Linked DNA regions of Mus musculus: all the other regions are linked to region 1. Evidence: chromatin contacts called from public HiChIP or PLAC-seq data. All regions are on one chromosome and are shown on one strand. The core of a region is the stretch at or near the end of the contact, and the rest is flanking DNA. Distances in the headings are between cores, read along the strand shown.

What was found. HiChIP or PLAC-seq counts read pairs in DNA pulled down with a chosen protein or histone mark.
Region 2: a contact with region 1 is called in a FOXA1 HiChIP or PLAC-seq map of pancreatic cancer cells. The contact joins two enhancer-like sites. A contact is called at or near these places in 2 of 115 datasets of contacts at active chromatin or transcription factors (embryonic stem cells and pancreatic cancer cells) and 3 of 9 other capture datasets (adipose tissue, embryonic stem cells and liver).
Region 3: an HNF4G HiChIP or PLAC-seq map of pancreatic cancer cells shows a contact between it and region 1. The contact joins the promoter of Pex11g here to the enhancer-like site in region 1. A contact is called at or near these places in 16 of 39 promoter capture datasets (the 3T3-L1 cell line, 3T3-L1-derived adipocytes, the C10 cell line and 12 more), 13 of 484 Hi-C or Micro-C datasets (ECoMG-derived neutrophils, cumulus cells, embryonic stem cells and 4 more), 4 of 115 datasets of contacts at active chromatin or transcription factors (embryonic stem cells, epiblast stem cells and pancreatic cancer cells) and 4 of 9 other capture datasets (adipose tissue, embryonic stem cells, liver and 1 more).

The regions. Positions count from the first base shown.
Region 1 is chr8:3,607,348-3,611,253 of GRCm38.p6, reverse strand. It overlaps Camsap3 (calmodulin regulated spectrin-associated protein family, member 3), which reads right to left. Exons shown (of 17, transcript NM_027171.3): 14 at 3,364-3,463; 15 at 2,953-3,065; 16 at 2,742-2,860; 17 at 2,179-2,656. The coding sequence ends at 2,351. It overlaps Xab2 (XPA binding protein 2), which reads left to right. Exons shown (of 19, transcript NM_026156.2): 15 at 18-140; 16 at 236-407; 17 at 580-709; 18 at 834-943; 19 at 1,035-1,164. The coding sequence ends at 1,096. Among named protein-coding and RNA genes, the nearest start is that of Xab2, 12 kb to the left of the region's middle. Within about 2 kb of position 2,078, at least 57 of the 459 cell types and tissues checked have an H3K27ac peak or open chromatin away from gene starts, as enhancers often do. A contact at or near this core is called in liver, myeloid progenitors and pancreatic cancer cells, where this site is marked.
Region 2 is chr8:3,415,030-3,418,935 of GRCm38.p6, reverse strand. All of the region lies in intron 10 of Arhgef18 (rho/rac guanine nucleotide exchange factor (GEF) 18), which reads right to left. Among named protein-coding and RNA genes, the nearest start is that of Gm46029, 9.9 kb to the left of the region's middle. Within about 2 kb of position 1,770, at least 122 of the 459 cell types and tissues checked have an H3K27ac peak or open chromatin away from gene starts, as enhancers often do. A contact at or near this core is called in liver and pancreatic cancer cells, where this site is marked.
Region 3 is chr8:3,465,476-3,469,381 of GRCm38.p6, reverse strand. Pex11g (peroxisomal biogenesis factor 11 gamma) reads left to right here and starts at 1,734. Exons shown (of 5, transcript NM_026951.3): 1 at 1,734-1,810; 2 at 3,411-3,599. The coding sequence starts at 1,751. It also overlaps a transcript of Tex45 not described here.

The DNA.
Region 1 (3,906 bases), core at 829-3,328:
TGACCCCATGGTGCCAGGTGCTGTCTGATGAGCATGCCCGTGAGATGTGCCTGCGGTTTGCAGACATGGAGTGCAAGCTCGGTGAAATCGACCGCGCCCGGGCCATCTACAGCTTCTGCTCCCAGATCTGTGATCCCCGGGTACGGGTTGTGCCTAGTGTTGGAGAGGTGAGGGTGGGCAGTGGGGATGCTGTGCCAAGCACCTGGCTCAACCACATGCCTGCGCCCCACCACAGACAACTGGGGCATTCTGGCAAACATGGAAGGACTTTGAGGTTCGGCACGGCAATGAGGATACCATCAGGGAGATGCTGAGGATACGGCGGAGTGTGCAGGCCACATACAATACTCAGGTCAACTTCATGGCTTCACAGATGCTCAAGGTGTCGGGCAGTGCCACAGGCACCGGTGAGCTTCTTTAACCCCCCCTTTCCTTTTCATGGCTAGGCCACATGGAGCAATGTCTGCCCTGTCCCAGAGCACTCACGGCCCAGCCTAGGCTTCCTAGGCCTGGCAGCATTTGGAGAGGGCTTGAGGTCTAACCTTAACCTTCTCTCCCTCATTGGCCCTGCACCTCCAGTGTCTGACCTGGCTCCTGGGCAGAGTGGCATGGATGACATGAAGCTGCTGGAACAGAGAGCAGAACAGCTGGCAGCTGAGGCGGAGCGGGACCAGCCCCCCAGGGCCCAGAGCAAGATCTTCTTTGTGAGGTGAGAGCAGGTGGGGGGTGGGCCAGTCCTTCTTAGGAAAGGGGTATTCCAGAGAAGCTGCTGGGGGCTGGAGGGGGTCCACTGAAGCAGCTGGCAGCTACCAGCTTCCCTCTCGAAACCCTAGGAGTGATGCATCCAGGGAGGAATTGGCAGAGCTGGCTCAGCAGGCCAACCCTGAGGAGATCCAGCTGGGCGAGGATGAGGACGAGGACGAGATGGACCTGGAGCCCAATGGTCAGTGGCCAGCCCAGGGGCCAGGGTTAAGAGCAGAGGTGGGCCACCCCCCATCCACCCCCACCTTGACCCCACTTCTTTTCCCCCACAGAAGTCCGACTGGAACAGCAGAGTGTACCAGCTGCTGTGTTCGGGAGCCTAAAGGAAGACTGACTCCCTCCACACTTTTTCTTCCATGGTCACTCCCCCATAACTACCCTTCTAATACATCCCCTCTTTGTACATCCCGGTCTTGACCTCCTTCCTGCCGTCCAGGTGCCTCAGGGCGTGCTAGCTTAGAACTGCCTGGCTCTCAGCACTGATTGGCTGGGACAGGAGGTGGAGTAGTCAGGGGATATGGCATGTGGACAACCTGCCCTCACCCTGCAGAGCCAGTTCTGGACGCTGCAGGGCCAGTTCCCCTGCCCCATCCCAGGCCTCTTGTCAGGCTTGCCCAGTAAGAAACCTCCTTGAGCCCCAAACCGAGGGACACCTGGCCCTACTTACGTGGGTGTCATAGATCCGGGAGTTCACAAACCCTTGTGTCTCCATGTAGTAATAGGCTCCGTGGACCTACTAGCAAGGTGCTTGTATCCCTGGCTAAAGGCCAAACACCAGGCCTGGTGTACAGGCCACATCCAGGGTGGAGCCCTTCTAGCTTAAGCTCTGGGAAGCCATTAGTGGCCTCTAGATCATTAAGGGGCTTTTGGCATCAGGAGACATAATCAGATTTGTGTTTGAGCCGGTCACGCAGGCTGCCGTGTGAGCAGGGCGCAGTTGGAGACAGGCTATTGGCTTGGACCATGGGATAGCTGGAGGGGTGAGTTCTATACAATTTGGCAGTATCTGGGAAGCAAGGCTGTAGTGAGCCTAACATCTGAACTCTGCACCTACAGTGGCAACTAGATCCTCTGATAAGGGGCTCTGAGGAAGGACACAGAATCCCCAGCTCAGAGACTGTAACTGGGCTCAGAAATGAAGGCAGGTTGGCAACAGGAAACAGGGATCGGGTTAGAAGTTGGCTGCACACCAAATGCAACCACACGGAGGAGGAAAATGTGGGGGTGGAGGAGGCCCAGGAGAGGAGAGCTGGTCTGGAATCTCTTGCCAGGTCAGATCAGAGGTGGCTGAGAACATCTAGAGGAGGGAGTGTCAACAGGAAGGTCACCACAGATGTTGGCAGGAGCTGCCACAGGGCCAGCAAAAGGGCAAAGACGACAAGGTAGGGCTTGTGAAAACACGAGACGTAAACTTGGTCAGGCTTAGGGAGGAGACACCGTGTCTCAGCTTCTCTTTTCAGTTATTTTATTCAAGAAAGTGGAGGACAGACAAGGGGACTGAGCTGAGCCCTGAGTCACTGAAGCTCCCAGCTCAGCCCCCCACAGCATGACCAGACAGGACCCAGGAGTGCACTGCCCAAGGTGGGCACTATTTGGGGGTACCGCCACCCTTCTTGGGCGTGGTGGGCTTCTTGCTTTGCCAAAGGTGTCCCTGGATAGTGAAGGCGTCTACACTCATAGACATGGTTTTAGCAGGGATCTGGGTGAACCGTTTGCGATCCGAGTTGTACTTATAGATGCCTTCGACCATGGCAGGAGTGACGGTCCGAGGCCCATAGCCTGCCAGCCTCGATAGCTCCTCTGTCTCCCCAGACAGAGTGTAGAGGGCCCGGAACTGGCAGCTTGAGTCCCGAAAGAGAATCAGGAAGTGGTTGGCCTTGCTTTTCTCGATTTCCTGAGGGATGGTGGCAAGAAGCTGGTCAGGCTGGACTACTGCTCTACCCGCTAGTCTTACCCACCCAGACAGCTGTGGGACTCACCTCTAGAATTCTGTTCTTCTGGGGCTCATTCACCTTGCCTGCCAGGCAGCAGTGTGACAAGGCATTGTGGATGATAAACTTGTTAGACTTGGCGCTGGGTTCCTTGTATAGCCGGGGACCTGGAGGGCAGTCAGTCAGCAGAGACTGGGCGTGGGTTGGGGAAAGGCAGGTAGAGAACGCGTAGCTTCTAACATTACCCGGTCTCACTTACCTGTGTACTCAGGCACTGATGCTGGGGAGGATGCATTGCTTCCATTCTCCCAGTCACGTTCTCGACTGCCAGGCAGGCGGCTTGGAGACATGAGGCCTGATGGAGAAGGGGCCCTGCAGGGGAGGGGAGGGGTGAAGCTGGGGTCAGTAGTGTGTGAAGCCTCCCAGGGTACAACAGGATTAGGGACGAGGCAAGCCCAGTGCACTGCAGAGGAGAGGGGCATGTATATTGCATGCTGCCACAAGTCCATAGACAGCTGCTCCATATGCTCAACCTCCTACATTGCATGTGGGCACATCCTCCAGACTTGAGTCAGTTTCCCCCAAATCCCATCTGTGTTCCTGTACTTCCTTCCATCTACACATCCCAGCGGTCCCGCCATATCTTGCTCTAGGTTCCAGATAGACTCACCGAGAGGTGGGCCTCTTCACACCAAGGTTATTGGGAGCCTCGTTGGCCACCGTAGATAGGGACAGCGTGGACTGGGAATAGACCTTGCTGAGCCGTGAACCTAGGATAGACAGTACCAGTCAGTTATCCCTAAGGCCTTTACCTCCATTAACGCCCATGGGCATTCCCGAGACCCTCTCAGCCTTTCGTGATTGCCTGCTAAGTTTTGTTTATTTATACGAGTATCTGTCTTATGACAGCAGAGGGGGGCACTGGACTCAATTACAGATGGTTGTGAGTCGGTCACATGTGGTTGCTAAGAACTGAACTCGGGACCTCTGGAAGAGCAATAGGTGCTCTTAACCACTGAGTCGTTTCTCCAGTCTGGCTTTTACTTTTTAAAGATGGGTCTTCTATAGCCCAGGCTGGCCTCAAACTTCCTATTTGTTGAGGATGACCAAGTCTCCAGTCTCTACTTTCTCAGTGCTGGAGTTATAGGCCTATAACTGCCATTCCTGGTTAAAACTGGGGATGGAACCTGAAGTTTCGTGTACGCTAGGGTAG
Region 2 (3,906 bases), core at 521-3,020, 190 kb after region 1:
GTGATGCATCTGTAACTTCACCAAATCCTATAGCAAGATGGGAGGTGGGTTCAGACCAGCTCCCTGGAGTAGAAAGCGGAGTGGTGGAGAAACCCTTCCCTTGACGAGGTGCAAAGAGAGGACAAATGTCCGGAAGTTTCCTCTGCTCTCCACATACATGTAATGGTGCACATGTATCCACATGCACATAATAGTAAGTAATAATAAAAAAAAACTCCAAATATTTAGAAATCAAACTCAAAAGACTGCTGTTTGCATGAATGCATGGATAGGCAATGTCTAGGCTGGGCAAGGTCCGGGAAGATAATCATGAACATGTATCCCATGCCGGTATCGAACTCCTGATCCTCCTGCCTCCACCTCCTTAGTACTGGGGATGGCTGACAGTTTATGCTGTGCTGGGGCTGGAACCCAGGGCTTGCTCAGTGCATGCTGAAGAAATGCTCTACCCGCTGAGCTACATTTCCAGCCCACCTCTGGAAGTTCTAAACTTGATTATGCTCACTAAAAGCCACTGGGCTGCAGACTTAAGAGACCAGCTGGGCCAGTATGTGAACTGTGCCTCAATAAAGCTGCTAGGCAAACACACACTCACAGCTGGGTTGGGAGCTGCCATTTTTCTGGTCTGAAGCCCATCATTCCATCATTCCACCTGCATGAGTCATTCAGCTCTGAGACAGGAAAACATCTCCTGATGCCTGCTTTCCTAAAGCAGACAGCCATGGGGGGGGGGGGGGGGAGTGTGGAAAACATCTCCTGATGCCTGCTTTCCTAAAGCAGACAGCCATGGGGGGCAGTGTGAGTGTGGTTCAGACCTGGCCACACAGGGAAATGTAGCTTGCTGTTGCCTAAAACTATCTGTAAAGACAATTTGGGGGGACGGTCTAATACTTGCCTAGCCTTTAGGAAGCCCTGGGACCTGAATTCCTGGGTTTATTCAATCCCATCATTGAATAAGCCAGGCACGGTAGCACCTGCCTGTAATCTACCCCCACTGAGAAGGTAGAGGCAGATGGATCAAGAGTTTAAGGACATCCTCAGCTAGATAGCAAACTGGTGACCCATCCTAGCCTCCCTGAGACCCCTTCTTAAAGTGGAAAAATGCTGATCTGGATGGGCAGCTTGCTTGCCGGGCATTCACAAAAGCCCTGGTCTGGATCTCCAGTGTTGGGAAGGGAAAACAAAAGTTACTCTAGAGCCCAATTAGCACTGTCTGCTCTCCCTGCCGAGAGGCGGGATTGATCTGCAGGTCCCTGGTGGCGGTAGCACTTGTGTGATTGACACAGAGTTGTTTCTGCAAGAGAGGAGGGGGAGGGGACTAAGCCAACAGTGAAAACGGACACAGGGATAAGAAAACCCACTCACTCTCTGTTAACAGACAACAGGCTGCTTTCAGGATGACTTAAAGTTTTTATGTAGTGTGCGTATACCATGACTCGGGTATGGAGGTCAGACGACAATTGGTGGGAGTTAATTCATTCTTTCCTTCTGCCATGTGGGAACTCATTAACCTTTGTGACCGGAACCTTCACTTGCTGAGCCATCTACTTCACTGGCCACAAAGACTTTTTTTTTTCTTATTTATGTATATGGCACCTTACGCAATCAGGGAGTTAATTACCTGAAGACCAGTATGAAGCGCTCAGTGATCTTTCTCACTTGTAACCTTTACTGTATAATCCCAGAACACAGAAGCTTCTAGAGTCACCAGTGTTTAAAGGAGGCATGACGGCTCGTATCTGTAATGCTACAGCACTTGGAGAGGGTGTTCCAGGCAGGAGCAGTGCCACAGGCTCAAGGCCAGCCGGACAATGCCCAGTGTGGATGAAGGTGCTTGGGGTCAAGCCCAGCAACCTGAGTTTGATTTCTAGGACCCACATGATCGAAAGGAAACAGATTCCTGCAAGCAAGTTGTCCTCTGACCTCCAAATCCCCAATATGGCATGCACACCACCTCCCCCACAACAGTAATAAATAAAAATGTAAATAAGAAAGAACAAAGAAAACTGTCAACCTTTTGTCCTGTGGAGGAAAGAAGGCCAGGCTGATGCTAAGCAAGTGTCCTACACTATCCCAGGCCTGGAAATGAGTATCTTAAAGCAACAAATATGGAAGCCACTCATCTCCTTCCAGTCTACAGGTCCCAGTAATCTTACTGGCCCGCTGATGCCACTCCAAGGAAGTGGCTCTGGAATGGAAATGTCCAGTTTTCTGTAAAAAGGCCACTCTAGAGAAAACAAAAGTGTATGTGGGGTGGGGCAACAGCGAAAACTGGTCCCTCCACACAGAGGCACCATTGATACCGCATTTTGTCATCTACTCTTTGGGGGAGATTCCTGTTACAGGCTGAAAAGCGCTCCCTGGGTCTGGAGAGTTCTAGCAGGTGCTTGCTTGTGCTAGAGAGACAATTAAGAGCAAAATCGGATGCAAGGTGGAGTTTGCAGTTCACAGTTCCTGGCGTTTCTGCCACCTGAGGATCGATGAGAGCGGGGGTGGAAGGTGGAGGGTGGGAACGACCGATCGATTTCTCTGCCTTGCCTCGTTCTGATGTTAGAGAGGAAAGGGAGTATGGAAAAGTATAAAGTACATGGGTGGGAGGAATAAACTGCTTTGTTCTACACCTCAGGGGACACAGCAAAATTAAAAGGACATCTTGTACCTTGGAAGGTAAGTATGAGTCAGAAAGGATGCTCGCTCTAAACCCAGAACAGTCACCTCCTCATCTGCAGACGACAGCTGGAGGGTTGAGGGATTCTGGATGTAAAACACTTGGGGGAACCTGTTTAATTTTGATTTGTGTGTGTGCGTGCGTGCGTGTATGTGCGTGTCTCACACTAGCTCTCAGGTGTCAGGGTGATCATCCTGTCATCTGTCTCCCACTTCACAGTAGGAGTGCTGCCATTAAAGGTGTGCTCCACTGCATCTGGCTTTTCCATAGGGATCAGGGATTGGAACTCGGGTCCTCGTGCTGGCACAGCAAGCCCTTTACCCACCGAGCCCAGAGATTTGTTTCTGTGCCAGTCCTGTGTGACCTTTATTCTGGTCACTATCTCCAATGTGTCGTAACAATATACGCATGTGGTGTTCACACTGTATCAGGGGTTATCATCAGCTACACAATAAGGTCTGTAGGAGACCAGGGAGATGGTGGCTGAGGAGACACCTGCATAAGAAAGGACCAGACTGCTGCTCAGGCCACAGGATCTGCCTGAAGCAGTTCTTCCTCCTTCTGAGTCCTGTGGGCTCACCGAGACACTGTCTCTGAGTTGCTGGCTAACAGACCTAACTCTGGTGCCAGGGTTTCTCATGTGGAGAAGGGAGTTTGCATCAAATCGCGCACTGGTGGCCGTACATTCATCATCCCTTCCCTGGCCCTGCTTTGGATTGCAGGCTCTCCCCAGGAAGGCATGAGGCTCCTATTTCTGCTATGGGGATAGGGGAATCAGTTTCCTCTTAAAGGTCCCACCATGTAGTCCCTGGGGCTAGAGCCTGATCTCTATCTACCCACAAACTGCTATCTATCTCCCCATGCCATTATGACTACTTTATTACTACTGCTATTTTTAAGCTGGATCTCACTGTGTGGTAGAGGCTGATCTCAACCTAGTGGCAGTCTCATGACAAGGCATAAGCTTTCTCTCTAATCTTCTTTTTGTAATTGTCTCGGTGCTTTTCTAGGGCCTCTTCCCAGCTGAAAGGGTCTCCCTACATCAGAAGCATGGGCCAGGCTGGGGTACCGCTGGGGCAGATACTGACCCTTCTTGCATCCCCCAAACAATCACTAGTTTGCCTTCTACTGAAGAATGGGCCTCTAGGGATACGGCCTGGTCACCTGGCTCAGGGCAAGGCCTTTTTGGGTAACCTGCTGGGAAGCTGCTGGGTAGAAGATTTCCCTTGAGCACTGTG
Region 3 (3,906 bases), core at 485-2,984, 140 kb after region 1:
TGAAATAATTTCTTTGCTTGATTCTGGGTCTTTTCTTTTTCCTTTCCTTTCTTTCTTTTTCCCTCTTTTTAAAAAAATTATTTATTGTTATACACTATATATATATATAATATATGTTATACACACATATATTATATATATAATAAATAATATATACATATTATTTATTGTTATACACTATATATATTATATATATATGTTATACACACACACACACACACACACACACACACATATATATATGGCTCAGTGGTTAAGAGCATCGACTGCTCTTCTGAAGCCCCTGAGTTCAAATCCCAGCAACCACATGATGGCTCACAACCATTCATAGTGAGATCTGATGCCCCCTTCTGGTGCATCTGAAGACAGCTACAGTGTACTTATAATAATAAATAAATCTTTTTAAAAAAAAATACTGTTCTGGGGTCTGTGAATGTGGCTCAGTATAGAACATTAGCTTACCATGCAGAGAGCTCTGGGTTCCATCCCAGCACCACACAAACCAGACTTGGTGGCACACACCTGTCATGCCAGCACTTCTGAGGTTGAGGCAGGAGGACCAGGAGGAGTCCAAGGCCAGTCTTGGCTACAAATTAATTCAGTTGGAGCCCAGCTTGGACTACATAAGATCTTGTTTCAAAACAAATACTCAAAATACTTGTGTCTTCACTCCTCCAAACACAACAAAAAAACAAAACAAAACAAAGCAAAACAAAACAAAACACAGCTGGTTAAGGTGAATTCTCTGGGTGCCCTGCTCAGGTAGATATGGATCAAACACCTTTAGCGATCAACTTTTGTCCTTCCTGGAAGGAAGAGTGGAAGAGAACTTTGACTATTTTGTAGTTGTTTTTACACACACGCGCATGTGCACCACACCATAACTGTGGAGGTTAGAGGACAGCTAGCACCAGAGTGGGTTCTTACTTTCAACTATGCCAGTCCCAAGGATGGAACTCATGTCTTCAGGCTTGACCTACATGCGCCTCTACCAACTGTGCCATCCTGCTGGCCCAGAGCTCCCTATGTAGATCTGGCTAGCCTGGAACTCACGGAGAACCTCTGCCCCCTGAATGCTGGGATTAAAGGTACTTGTTCCCTGCCGAGCTCATTTTTCTTCTAAAGGTGCCTTTTAGCCAGGTAACTAATGATATCTAATATAACATATCTAATGATGTCTTGGAGCCTTGTGCCACATGCCTATCATCCAGCATTTGGGAGACTAAATAAGGAGTGTAAGGCCAGTTTGAGCACATGGTGAGTTCAAAGATAGCGTGAACTAAATGAAATCCTCAAAAAAAAAAAAAAAAAAAAAGAAAGAAATCTAATCACCCCTCAAAGAAAGTGAAAATCAAGATGCCTTGTGAGAGTACACCAGTCACAGATGCTCAGAACAGACAAACTGATAAAGCAGGTACATGAAGCCCACAAGTGAAGCTTTTGATTGTCCCCACTCCCCGCTCCCCCCCCCCCCCGCCCGTAGGCAATGAATTAATTTTTGAAACATTTTGCTTGCGGAGTTGCCTAAGCAGCGGTGGAGCGAATTTCAACAGGCTTAGAAGGTCATTCTGGGTGTCCGTGGGCAGGGAGGACAGACGTGGCAGTAATACATTTGCAAACTGGGTTCGGGCTAGCACGCCTACAAGGTAGCAGTACTCGGACAAAGGGCAGGCAGTTGCGCCTGCGCGGACCTTCGGACCTTTCCAAAGGAGTTTGACCCCGCCCTGGGTGACGTCACGACCGAGTTGCCATGGCTCTGCTGAACCGTCTGGCTTCCGCGCTGGAGTCCCACCGGGTCCGGGACCGCCTGGTGAGAGGAAGTCTGGGGCCTTGGCGGGACCGGAGTGACCTGGAGTTTGGTCAGGTCTCAGAGATGAGGAAAACAGGCCAGAGAGGGGGTCCTAAAGGGACCGGTGTCTTACATGACAGCAGGCTGTCGGCAGGCTGGTGTCTTACCTGAGAACTTCCTACCTCAGCCTCCCGAATTGCTGGGATTACAGGTGTGTGCCATCACACACAGCTTGAAACTAATCATTTCTGATAAGCAAGTGAAATAATAAAAGATCTGGGACTGTAGCCCACTGCATTCCTAGCATAGACGAAACCTTTAGGTCCTTCCTCAGCACCGCACAAACCAGATATATTGGCACAAGCCAGTGATCTCGGCACTTCTAATGGAAAGATCAGGAGTTCAAGGCCAGCCTGGGCTACAGGATACCCTGTCTCAAAACAAAAGAAACAAAGATACAAGGGCGGTGAGCCTGCTAAATTTCCGTGTTCTAAGTGTCTTACTGAATGGCCCCTCTCTAAAGTCTTCCAAGCAAATGGCTATTTTGCCACCTAGACTGCTTTTTCAGTCCTGCTAAAGGCAGAGCTAGGCGGAAGAGCCTTATGCCCCTGCCTGTGGGCAAAGGAGAGCCCAGGAGGTGGGAAATAGTTTTGTTTTCTGTCATTTCAACCATTGGTGAGCAAGCTAGCACTCTAATGGGACTCCCCATGGCAACTCTTCCCCCCCTCCCCTTCCCCTCTCCTCTCTTCCCCTCTTCTTTCTTTGTTGAAACAGGACCTTGTTATGAAGTTCTGGTTGCCTATAACTTACCTTGTAGTCCAGGCTGACCCTGAACTTTCTTGTCCTTATGCCTCAGCTCCCCAAATACTGGCTGGGATGACAGGTGTGCCTCACCACACCCGGCTATGTGGCACTTTTTGGATTTTGATGTCAAGCTCTCCTCTTAACTTCTGCCTTGCCTGGGATGTTGGCTCAATTGGTAGAGTGCTTGTGCATTGTGCACGATTTGGTCTCAGTCTCAAGTACACCAGATGCTTGTACACCTCTCATTCCAGAGTTTGGGAGGTGGAAACAGGAGGATCAGGAATTCTAATCATGACCACGGTGTCTGGTTAGCCTGGGCTACGGAGACCCCGTCTCAAATTAACAAATTAGAATAATGTTACATCTTTTAAAAAAGGAAGAGAGAACGAAAGAAGCTTTCAGTTTTAGCCAGATTAAGTGCCCCATGCTTGTTATTACAGCCTTGCGGATGCTGAGGCAGGGGCATGGCAGTGACTTGCTGGGCTATGCAGTGAGTGAGGTGAACGTGAGACCCAGCCTCAGCAACCAAAAGAAAGAAACAAAAGATAAAAACCTTTCAGATTGGGTTGGCAGTTTGATGACTCTTAGAACTTTCTGGGTTTTTTTGAGACAGGATCTCAGTAGCCCAGGCTGGCCTTAAACTTGGAGGTGATCCTCCTGCCTCTGTTTCTCAAGTACTGACAAGTATAGGCCTGATCCACCGTGCCCAGCAACTCTTTCCAGTTTCCATCCTAAAGTGTCCATGGCTGGGTGTGTGGTAGGGGATTGCAGCTCAGCCATGATTGGAACCATGGTAACCGATTCTGGTCTCCCACAGATCCGGACACTGGGGTATTGCTGCCAGCTGATCGGTGGGGTCCTAGTGGAACAATGCCCCAACAGGTCCGAAGTGGGAAGGCGCTTGCTGGTGGTGTCAGCCCAGTTCAATCATTGCAGGACTGTCTTGAGACTCTTTGATGACCTGGCCATGTTTGTCTACACTAAGCAGTATGGCCTGGGAACAAAGGTAATGGTTAATGGGGCTGTAGGGAGAGGGAAATTGAACTTCCCAAGGATCAAGAGCAGTGGCTTCCATGGATGTTTTAAGGGCTTGCTCCAAAGTGCTTCCTACTGGGTGATCTTACTATTTGTTATGGTAGTATTGGCCACAGAACTGGAGCCTTGCACATTTTACTTAAGCACTTTACTGTTAAGCTACATATACTGCCCCTCAGTGGAGGATTCTAGGCAGGGGCTCTGCTGCTGAGCCATACTCCCAAACTCACCAGGCAGGTAAACTGATCATCTGAGTTTAGATGGACAGAGAACACTCC